2 separate regions of the Hordeum vulgare genome follow, and region 2 is linked to region 1. Evidence: chromatin contacts called from public Hi-C data. All regions are on one chromosome and are shown on one strand. Each heading gives the region's core, a stretch centred on a gene start, on an enhancer-like site or on the middle of the called end of the contact. The rest is flanking DNA. Distances are from core to core; before and after follow the strand shown.

Evidence for each region. Hi-C and Micro-C count contacts between places; a contact is called where the count stands out from the background.
Region 2: a contact with region 1 is called in a Hi-C map of leaf, with 4 times the contacts expected there. The contact joins the promoter of LOC123426398 here to the promoter of LOC123426397 in region 1. A contact is called at or near these places in 3 of 6 Hi-C or Micro-C datasets (leaf and seedling) and 1 of 1 datasets of contacts at active chromatin or transcription factors (embryo).

Annotation. Positions count from the first base shown.
Region 1 is chr2H:393,261,078-393,265,446 of MorexV3_pseudomolecules_assembly, reverse strand. It overlaps LOC123426397 (sulfoquinovosyl transferase SQD2-like), which reads left to right and starts at 1,770. Exons shown (of 8, transcript XM_045110230.1): 1 at 1,770-2,661; 2 at 2,735-2,808; 3 at 3,100-3,155; 4 at 3,305-3,388; 5 at 3,471-3,558; 6 at 3,728-3,805; 7 at 4,013-4,069; 8 at 4,297-4,369. The coding sequence starts at 2,113.
Region 2 is chr2H:393,958,632-393,963,000 of MorexV3_pseudomolecules_assembly, reverse strand. LOC123426398 (probable pyridoxal 5'-phosphate synthase subunit PDX1.1) reads right to left here and starts at 2,186. Exons shown (of 1, transcript XM_045110231.1): 1 at 798-2,186. The coding sequence starts at 2,092. The coding sequence ends at 1,142.

The DNA.
Region 1 (4,369 bases), core at 521-3,020:
CACTCTCCTGGTGGCCTCCATGGCAACCGGCGCGGCCCTCACGGAGCTGCGTGAGCTCGTGGCAACCTTCGGTGTTGTCGGAGTTCACGTTGTGGTAGGCGCGGAAGGGCTTCTTGGGCGCTTCGTTGCGGTCGCGATGTGCTGCTGCTCGGGCTCCGCCTTGAGCATGACAGGGCCCTTGTGCTTTGAGTCCTTGTCCTTGGGCTTCACCGTGCCAGGCTCGGTGCGAGGGCCGTCGCAGAGGAAAAGGCGCCCTTCCTCGGCCATGGCGCATCGGTCGCCGAGGAGGAAGAGCTCTGCCGCAGAGTCAAGATCGTCCCTGCCGGAGAGCTTCCCACACATCTTCACATCGGTGATACTCTTGGTGAAGGCGGAGACGATGGTGGCATCGGAGGCCCTCGGGATCCTATTGCGCACCTGGCTAAAGTGATGGATGAACTTGCGGAGGGGCTCGTTAGGGCACTGGCGCACGACCCGCGGGTCGTTGAGCGTGAGGAGGTGGTCGCTCGTGCCCGCAAAGTTAGCGACAAACTGCTTGCATAGGTCCTCCCGTGAAGAGATGGACGCCTCATGGAGGTTCTGGAGCCATGCGCGTGCTGCGTCCTTGAGGGTCACGGGGAGCTAGTTTTCCATGACCTGGTCGTCGTCCTTTGTGGCCTGGATGCTGATGCTATAAAGCACGAGGAACTCCATGAGGTTGGCGCTGCTGTCGTAGCAAGGAGGAAGCTTCGGCTTGAACTTGTCAGGCCACACCATGCAGCACAGCTCGAGGGTGAGGGCCAAGTAGGCCCCGGTGGTGGAGACACCTCCGTTGAGGGCCGCGCAATTCTGGTGCCCATCAATGGCGACGTCCTGGAGAACACGGTCCTCGCGGTTGGGCGCCCTCTCGTGACCCGCATGCGCGTCTTGGGGCGCGTGGTGGATGATTTGGCAATTCTCGTCGTCGACCGCCGGTGCCATCGGCCCGTGGGGTGGCTTCGCCGTGCGCGTCGGAGGAAGAGGAGGAGGCGGAGCCTCGTGCTCGGCTTGGTCGACATGTGACGGTGGAGGGAGCATGGAGCGGGAGGGCGCCGGACCATCATGGCCCAAGGTGGTGTGCGCGGTGTCGACGAGCTCGGTGAAGCGCTCGAGCCAGGCCTCGTAGCCGTCGTTGGCGGGGCGATAGCGCAGAAGCTTCTGGGTCATGAGCAGTGCGACGTGCGGACTAGGAGGGTTACGACGCGCGAGCGAGGAGACGACGGTAGAGTAGTCACGTGCTTGGTCGTTCACAGACGGGTGGACGGAGGAGGCCAAGCGCTCCCCAACAGGCTCTGTGGCGGCCCGGGGCGCCGCCCGGGAGTGCCAAGGGCGGCAGGCACGACAGGTGCCCTAGACCCGGGGTATCACGGTCCGTCTGCCTCTTTTGAGCCAGCCTACGCGTTGTTCTTCGGGCCAACGACAGACGGGCCATGATACCCCAGGTCTCATTGAGCCGACACTCTTTAAGTTTACTTGTAATCTTGGAGTAGGTAGATATGTTTGGTGGGACAATCCTCATGATCCAAACGTTGTACCTATGTCTATTGTTGCTAATGAATAAAACGGCGAGATTTTTTTTAGAAAAAAACCTCCAAAAAAAGTCTTGTGTTGGCAGAAAAAAAAGGGAGAACCAGTCGCATGTTTGGTGAGTGGCTAGCACTTGGGAGCTGATTGGCTGGAATCGGATAATGCGATATCTCGTGGAACTCGGGGCCCAAATGTTCCCCGAGATTTGGCCTTTTCGATCCCTCAATCAAACCGCAAAGAGTGGAAGAGCGATACAGCGCGTGCGTGTGTGTAGAGATGCGGTCGCTCAGTCATGGCTTGATGCCTTGATCAATTCGATTTGGCATTCGAATATGCTCGTCTCGTGTGGTGCGTTCGAAACTTCGAATATGCGAGTGCGTCAAAGGCCAAGGCCAAGGCCAAGAGGGAACCCCTGACTTGCGTCCACTCCCCTCTCCAGCTCCAAGCTCCAGCTCTGCTTTCTTCGCCTCGCCCCAGTGAGCGAGTAACCTCAATCGATTCGATTCGATTCAACCAAAGCAAACGAGTATCGGAAAAGGATTAAATTGCTGCAAGGACGAGGCAAGGATGGCGAGGGCGGCGCCCATCCTCGCCGTGTCCAAGCCGTCTCCTCTCCCTCTAATCGCTCCGTCGTCACGCCAACGGGCTGGCTCCCTTCGCCTGCATCGCCGCCACCTCCTCCTCCCATTCTCGCCGTCGTCGTCATGCAGCACCAGCACCAGTGCCTCTTCCTCCTCCTCCTCGTCGCCGGTCTTGCTGCGGGACGACGAGCTGGACCACCAGGAGGAGCCCCCGCCCGCTTCGGAAGCCGACTCGCGGCCCCGCCGCATCGCGCTCTTCGTTGAGCCCTCCCCCTTCGCCTACGTCTCCGGCTACAAGAACCGCTTCCAGAACTTCATCAAGTACCTCCGCGAGATGGGCGACGAGGTCATCGTCATCACCACCCACGAGGGCGTCCCCGACGAGTTCCACGGCGCCAAGCTCATCGGATCCTGGAGCTTCCCTTGCCCCTGGTATCAGAAGGTCCCGCTCTCGCTTGCCCTCAGCCCCAGAATCATTGGAGAAGTCGCTAGGTTCAAGCCCGACATTATCCACGCCTCTTCCCCTGGAATCATGGTATGCTACTAACCAATCTCCTTTCTGTATTTCGACAATAATGGAGATTTCATATTTTTCCTTAAATTCCCAGGTATTCGGCGCCCTAATCATCGCAAAATTGCTATGCGTCCCTCTAGTAATGTCCTACCACACCCATGTTCCAATGTGAGTTGACTAACCTTCCCCTTTGACAAATTTACAACTCATGCACACCCATTTCCAAAACACAAGGAGATTTTATGCCAGCAACAGAACTGCAACTTGAACAAAACTGAAAATATATCTTCTCTTATCTAGGCCAACACAGCTAGACCATTTAATTAATCTTCAGCTCCTAGCAGAAAAACACCATCCACGATGTTATGTGCATTTCGTGAATGATATCTATAATCCAAGGAATTATGGGTTAATTTATCCAGCTAGAGAGGCGACCTGATCCTTGTTTATCTATGACAGTTATATTCCCAGGTATACATTCAGCTGGCTTGTCAAGCCCATGTGGCTAGTTATAAGTAAGTTTTCTCTTATGTACCGTACACTAATGTGAGAAGTTTTTGCAGTCTGCAAAAACGTCTTACATTAGTGTACAGAGGGAGTACTTCACAAATGTATAACCTCTCTTGCCAGACTAGCCAGCTGATACAATCTTCGCTTGATATAGAATTCTTGCACCGAGCTGCGGATCTCACACTGGTACCATCAGCCGCTATTGGCAGGGACCTTAAAGCAGCCCGTGTTACAGCAGGTTTGCGCAAACATACATACTACTCCATGCTATCACTTTTTTCCAAGGTCCAACATCTTCCTCTCACGGTGCATGTTTCCAGCCAATAAGATACGCCTTTGGAACAAGGGCGTGGATTCAGAAAGCTTCCATCCTCGTTTCCGTAATCAGGAAATGCGGTCAATGCTAACGTATGTAATCTAGTTTGCTCAGCTGGTCCATTTGTGATGCAGTTTTAATGATGCTAATGGGTTCTTGCCTCGCCGAGTATGTCAAGGAAACTGCAGAATGAGTCGATATGATCAGATATATCTTTCACGTGACTAACTGTGTTGCTTGTATGCTTCTTCTATATGACAGGAACGGTGAACCAGAGAAGCCACTGATAATCTATGTTGGACGCTTAGGAGTTGAGAAAAGCTTGGATTTTCATAAGAGGTGAGCTCATGACGTTTCTGATTTTTAACGCTGCAGTGCAAAGTGAAAGGTGTGTGTGATCGAAACCTTACCTGCTGCTCATGCCCCCTTATTGTTACCATAATGTTTTATTGACATAATTTAATCTTGATCTTTTTATCTAGCTAATTCATATCCTGCGTTCACCAAGTGTCACTCACTGCTGACATCGGATTCTGTTTTTTCCAGAGTCATGGACCGACTTCCAGGAGCAAGAATTGCATTCATTGGAGATGGCCCATTCAGGTGTGGATCGTTATATCATAGAAACTAGTTAATTTCTTCCTTCAGTAGAAAAAGGCACAGTGTAGTTGATTTGACTGTTGAAATTGCTAACTACTGATCTATTCTCCAAAGTGACTCTTGCATATTGTCATGAAACTTGCTTCTTCTTTTATGTAATAAGAGACTGAAATCCTCTTGTAAGAAGAGTACACACTGTTGCCATGCTTAAAATGTGCCTTCTACTGCAGGCCTGAACTTGAAGAGATGTTTTCAGGAATGCCTGCAGTGTTCACAGGGACATTGCAAGGGGAAGAACTGTCA
Region 2 (4,369 bases), core at 937-3,436, 700 kb before region 1:
AATGTACAAGCCAGATGATTTCCATTCAATACAATGTATGTATGCCCAAATTAAATGCCAACAACGTAACAAAGCACACGCAACTAAGGTATATATCATTCGACTGTAGCATGTAAGATTGCCTATTTTAGACTACTAGCATGAGATTTTTTTTAACCTATGGACGAGTTCAAGAAGATACCCGGCTCTATGAAAGTTAAACATGTTGCTTCTATATGTATAGGATTAGAAGTTAGGTTGAGTCTTAGTAGTATTCTGCTTGCTAGTCCTAGCCTCGTATGAACATGTATATAAGCACCGGCAGGACGATTATGTACACAACCAGATCATCGAGAAGCAATACAAATTATTAGACTCGATACAAACATGTTGACAATACATCTATCAGTTTTCTGCCAAGTTAGAGTATTTACGCCAAAACTACCACAATTCATAAAACCATGCCTACAAACTACCGCTTTACGATTTTGTTCCTAAAACCATCATTTTTTACTAGTCTCTGACTAAAAACTATCAAATCTGAAAAATAATAGTTTTTAGTCATAGATTAAAAGAGATGATAGTTTTCGAGATAAAATCGAATAGTTTATAGACATAGTTCCATGAATTACGGTAGTTTTTATTAAATACTCTTAGCTGCGTGCGTGGGGCACCGGCAACGATGGGCTGCCTAATTTGTACTGGAGCCAAATAGTGAGTGCTAATCAAGTGCAGTACCAGAGTGCATCAGTCGAGTTGTTGTCGGTAGCAATTGGCAACAACAGTAACCAAATCGATCAGAGAAACGACAACGAATCTGGAACAGCAAAATGCATAGTAGCAAGAGTACATGACTATAACACGGAGGAAAAAGGATGGATGGATACTTAACTTGTGTTAACAACAAGAGAAATGAAATGGAAGACGCCAACATGTGTGTACATATATAGAGCGAGCGACTGACCGACTTACTGACTTGAGGAGGTGCATGGTTGCTACGACTTGAATTGTTATCGGAGCTAGAACGATCATCATGAAGAAATCATATCATAATAACTAGGAATCGCGTCTACTTGTGTTTTTTTGTCCTTATATCATTGATCCATGGAGTATTATTTTGGGGGATGGCAGGTGTTGATATGGTGGCCAACAACAAGAAAGATCACTCGGAGCGCGCCGCAAAGCGCTCGACCTTGGGATCGGAGAGGTTGATGCCCACCATGGCCTCGCCCAGGTCGCAGCTGACCTCGGCGAGCACATTAGGGTCGCTGTAGTGGGTGACGGCCTGCACGATGGCGCGTGCGCGGCGCGCGGGGTCCCCGCTCTTGAAGATACCGGAGCCGACGAAGACACCGTCGCAGCCGAGCTGCATCATGAGGGCCGCATCGGCCGGCGTGGCCACCCCGCCTGCGGCGAACTGGACGACGGGCAGGCGGCCGAGCTGCTTGGTCTGCATGACGAGGTCGTAGGGTGCGGCAATGCTCTTGGCATAGGAGAATACCTCGTCGTCGTCCATGCTGCGGAGGGCACGGACGTCGCCCATGACGGAGCGGACGTGGCGGACGGCCTCGACGACATTGCCGGTGCCGGCCTCGCCCTTGGTGCGGATCATGGCGGCGCCCTCGCGGATGCGGCGGAGGGCCTCGCCCAGGTTGCGGCAGCCGCAGACGAAGGGGACGCGGAAGTTGTGCTTGTTGATGTGGTGGGCGTCGTCGGCGAGTGTGAGGACCTCGCTCTCGTCCACGTAGTCGACGCCGATGGACTCGAGGATCTGGGCCTCGACGAAGTGCCCGATGCGGGCCTTGGCCATGACCGGGATGGTGACGGCGCGCTTAATTTCGCGGATGAGGCCCGGGTCCGACATGCGGGCGACGCCGCCCTGGGCGCGGATGTCAGCGGGGACGCGCTCGAGCGCCATGACGGCGCAGGCGCCGGCCTCCTCGGCGATGCGCGCCTGCTCGGCGTTGACGACGTCCATGATGACGCCGCCGCGGAGCATCTGGGCCAGGCCCACCTTAACAGAGAAAGGGGATGACTTGGGCTCCAGCTGCGTACCGGCGCCGTTGTTGCCGCTGCCGTACACGGTGACAACGCCGCTGCCGTCGGACGCCATCTCTGCGGTGCGGTCGAGAGGGAGTGAGGAGAGAAGAGAGAAGAGAGGCGGCGGAATGGGGGCGGTGTGGGATGCGCGGATGGACCGTGGGTGGCAGCAATTCTTATACCGATGGATGAAGGTGCGTGATGGGCGGACGGACGATCCAGATCGCTCCTCCTTTTCTCTAGGGTGGGCCAGTCCAGCACCACCACTCGCTCATCAGTGCGGCTGCCGCGCCGCCATCACCAACCACGACCAAACAAATCCAATCTCTCCTTCTCTACCCGCACGCATGGTGCATTCTTTTTCTTCGCCTTTCCTTTCTTTCCAAAAAACTCTCGTCACTCGCATGCCTTCTCTGCCTGCGCCTGCGTCTGCGTAGAGAGCTTCCCTTTCCCTTGTTGATTTCTCTACGATTTTCTCGTCTAGGCGCGTTAATCTGCTGCTCAAAGTATTAAGTGTGACTCGGACGACGGCTACGTCCCCCTGCTTGCCTCATGGCTCTCGACGGCAACAACGTCTCCATCTATGGATATTTCCTTCCAATTTCTGGCTCCCCATGGATGCACCGTGCTTGGCTCAGGTGCCTCCAACAAGTTCACTTCACGGACCATGCAGCAACCCACAAAACAAAAACAAAAGAAAAAAAGTTGCATGGTCCATACCACTACGACTACTACGAGACAACAAGCCTCTGCTCTTCCTGCTAACAAAAGAAATTGCTCATTTCTATGTAATCATCCTCATCATGATCATGATCATGATCATGTCATTCATACCCATGCACCCAAGTAGCCGTACCTTATTAATAATATCTTACTGGTTTTTTAATAAAGAAACGTCAACATAGCTACTATAGTAGTACTCCTATTAGCTAGCGACGATGGACATGTCCGTGGCAATACAATACTACTCCACACTGACATGAAGAAGATTAGACATTCTTCAGCATATAAAAATGGAGTGTAGGAACTTTTCGAGAAGAGGAAGCCGTTCTGTAATTTTTATCATTCTACTGCCAAGGACTCCGTCCGTTCGAAATACTTGTCTTACATTTATCTCAATACATATCGAGACAAATCGAAAATAAACTTTTTGGGTTGGAGGTAGTATGTCACCCTTTATCCTGTTTCGCGTAAACAGGCACATTAATATTTTAATGATTCAACACCAATTGTGTTAAGTATACAAATCAAGCAACATTGTTAACTTTCTTCTTCCACCCAATATATTCACTTCCCTGATCCTAGCTTATTTACATGTTTTTTTTTCATATATGAGAAAATAATTAAAATTTCTTGCATAAATAAGTAAGCCGAGCCACTATATGTGAAAAATAGAATACATATAGTATGACTAATTTACTACTCCCTCCGTCCGGAAATACTTGTCCTAAAAATGAATATATTAGATGTATCTATAACTAAAATAAGTCTAGATTCATCTATTCTTAGGACAAGTATTTCCGGACGGAGGGAATACATAGATAACTTAGGACTGTCATTTGAACTTATAAATATAATTTATTTATTTTGATAGAATTCAATTGCTGAATCTCGTCATTCATGTTGTGATGTAGTATTATTTTTAAGAGAGTGCCAGACTAAGAGTGATACTTCTCGTCATATGTATGTATTTTCTAGAAAGATCGCATGTTGGTGATATAAACATTGGAGCACAAATGGAAAGGTAATGAGTTTACAATCTCAAAAACTCTAACAATATCAGAACAACCAAAAGTCTTAAGATTCTCATCTTTGTCCCAGCTAGGAATTCGTCAGGTAAGATAAACAGTGGAACTCCCGGGTCTGAGATACATAAATCAAAACACACCCATAGTACTCATCTAATTTCATATCCTGCAAATTCACTAGTATACATATCAACACAAGTAAATATCAACCGTTCTTGTAGAAATTACTTTACCCCAAAACGCACATGCATGGAAGGGAAAGGGAAAAATGTTGAACTTGAGAGAACGTCATAAAGGAAAGAAAACCTTGGGAAGTTGGTAGTGTTGGAGAGATTTTTTTTCACGGTCCTTCCTCCACTTATGCCCACAATCGTACACTACGTAAGTGTCCACTCCATCTTTCTAAGAACATCATCTTTAACAGACTCCGCATATTTGCGACCCTGCAAGACCGTTTTATAGTTCGTCGAAGTTGAACTTTGCGGGACAAAATGTTGCGCTGCAGAATAGATCCCATATAATCAAACTGTAAAATTAAAAAACATTCACGGGCGAAATTGAAAGCACACTTCATTCAGAGTTCATTTTATATAGTAGACGAT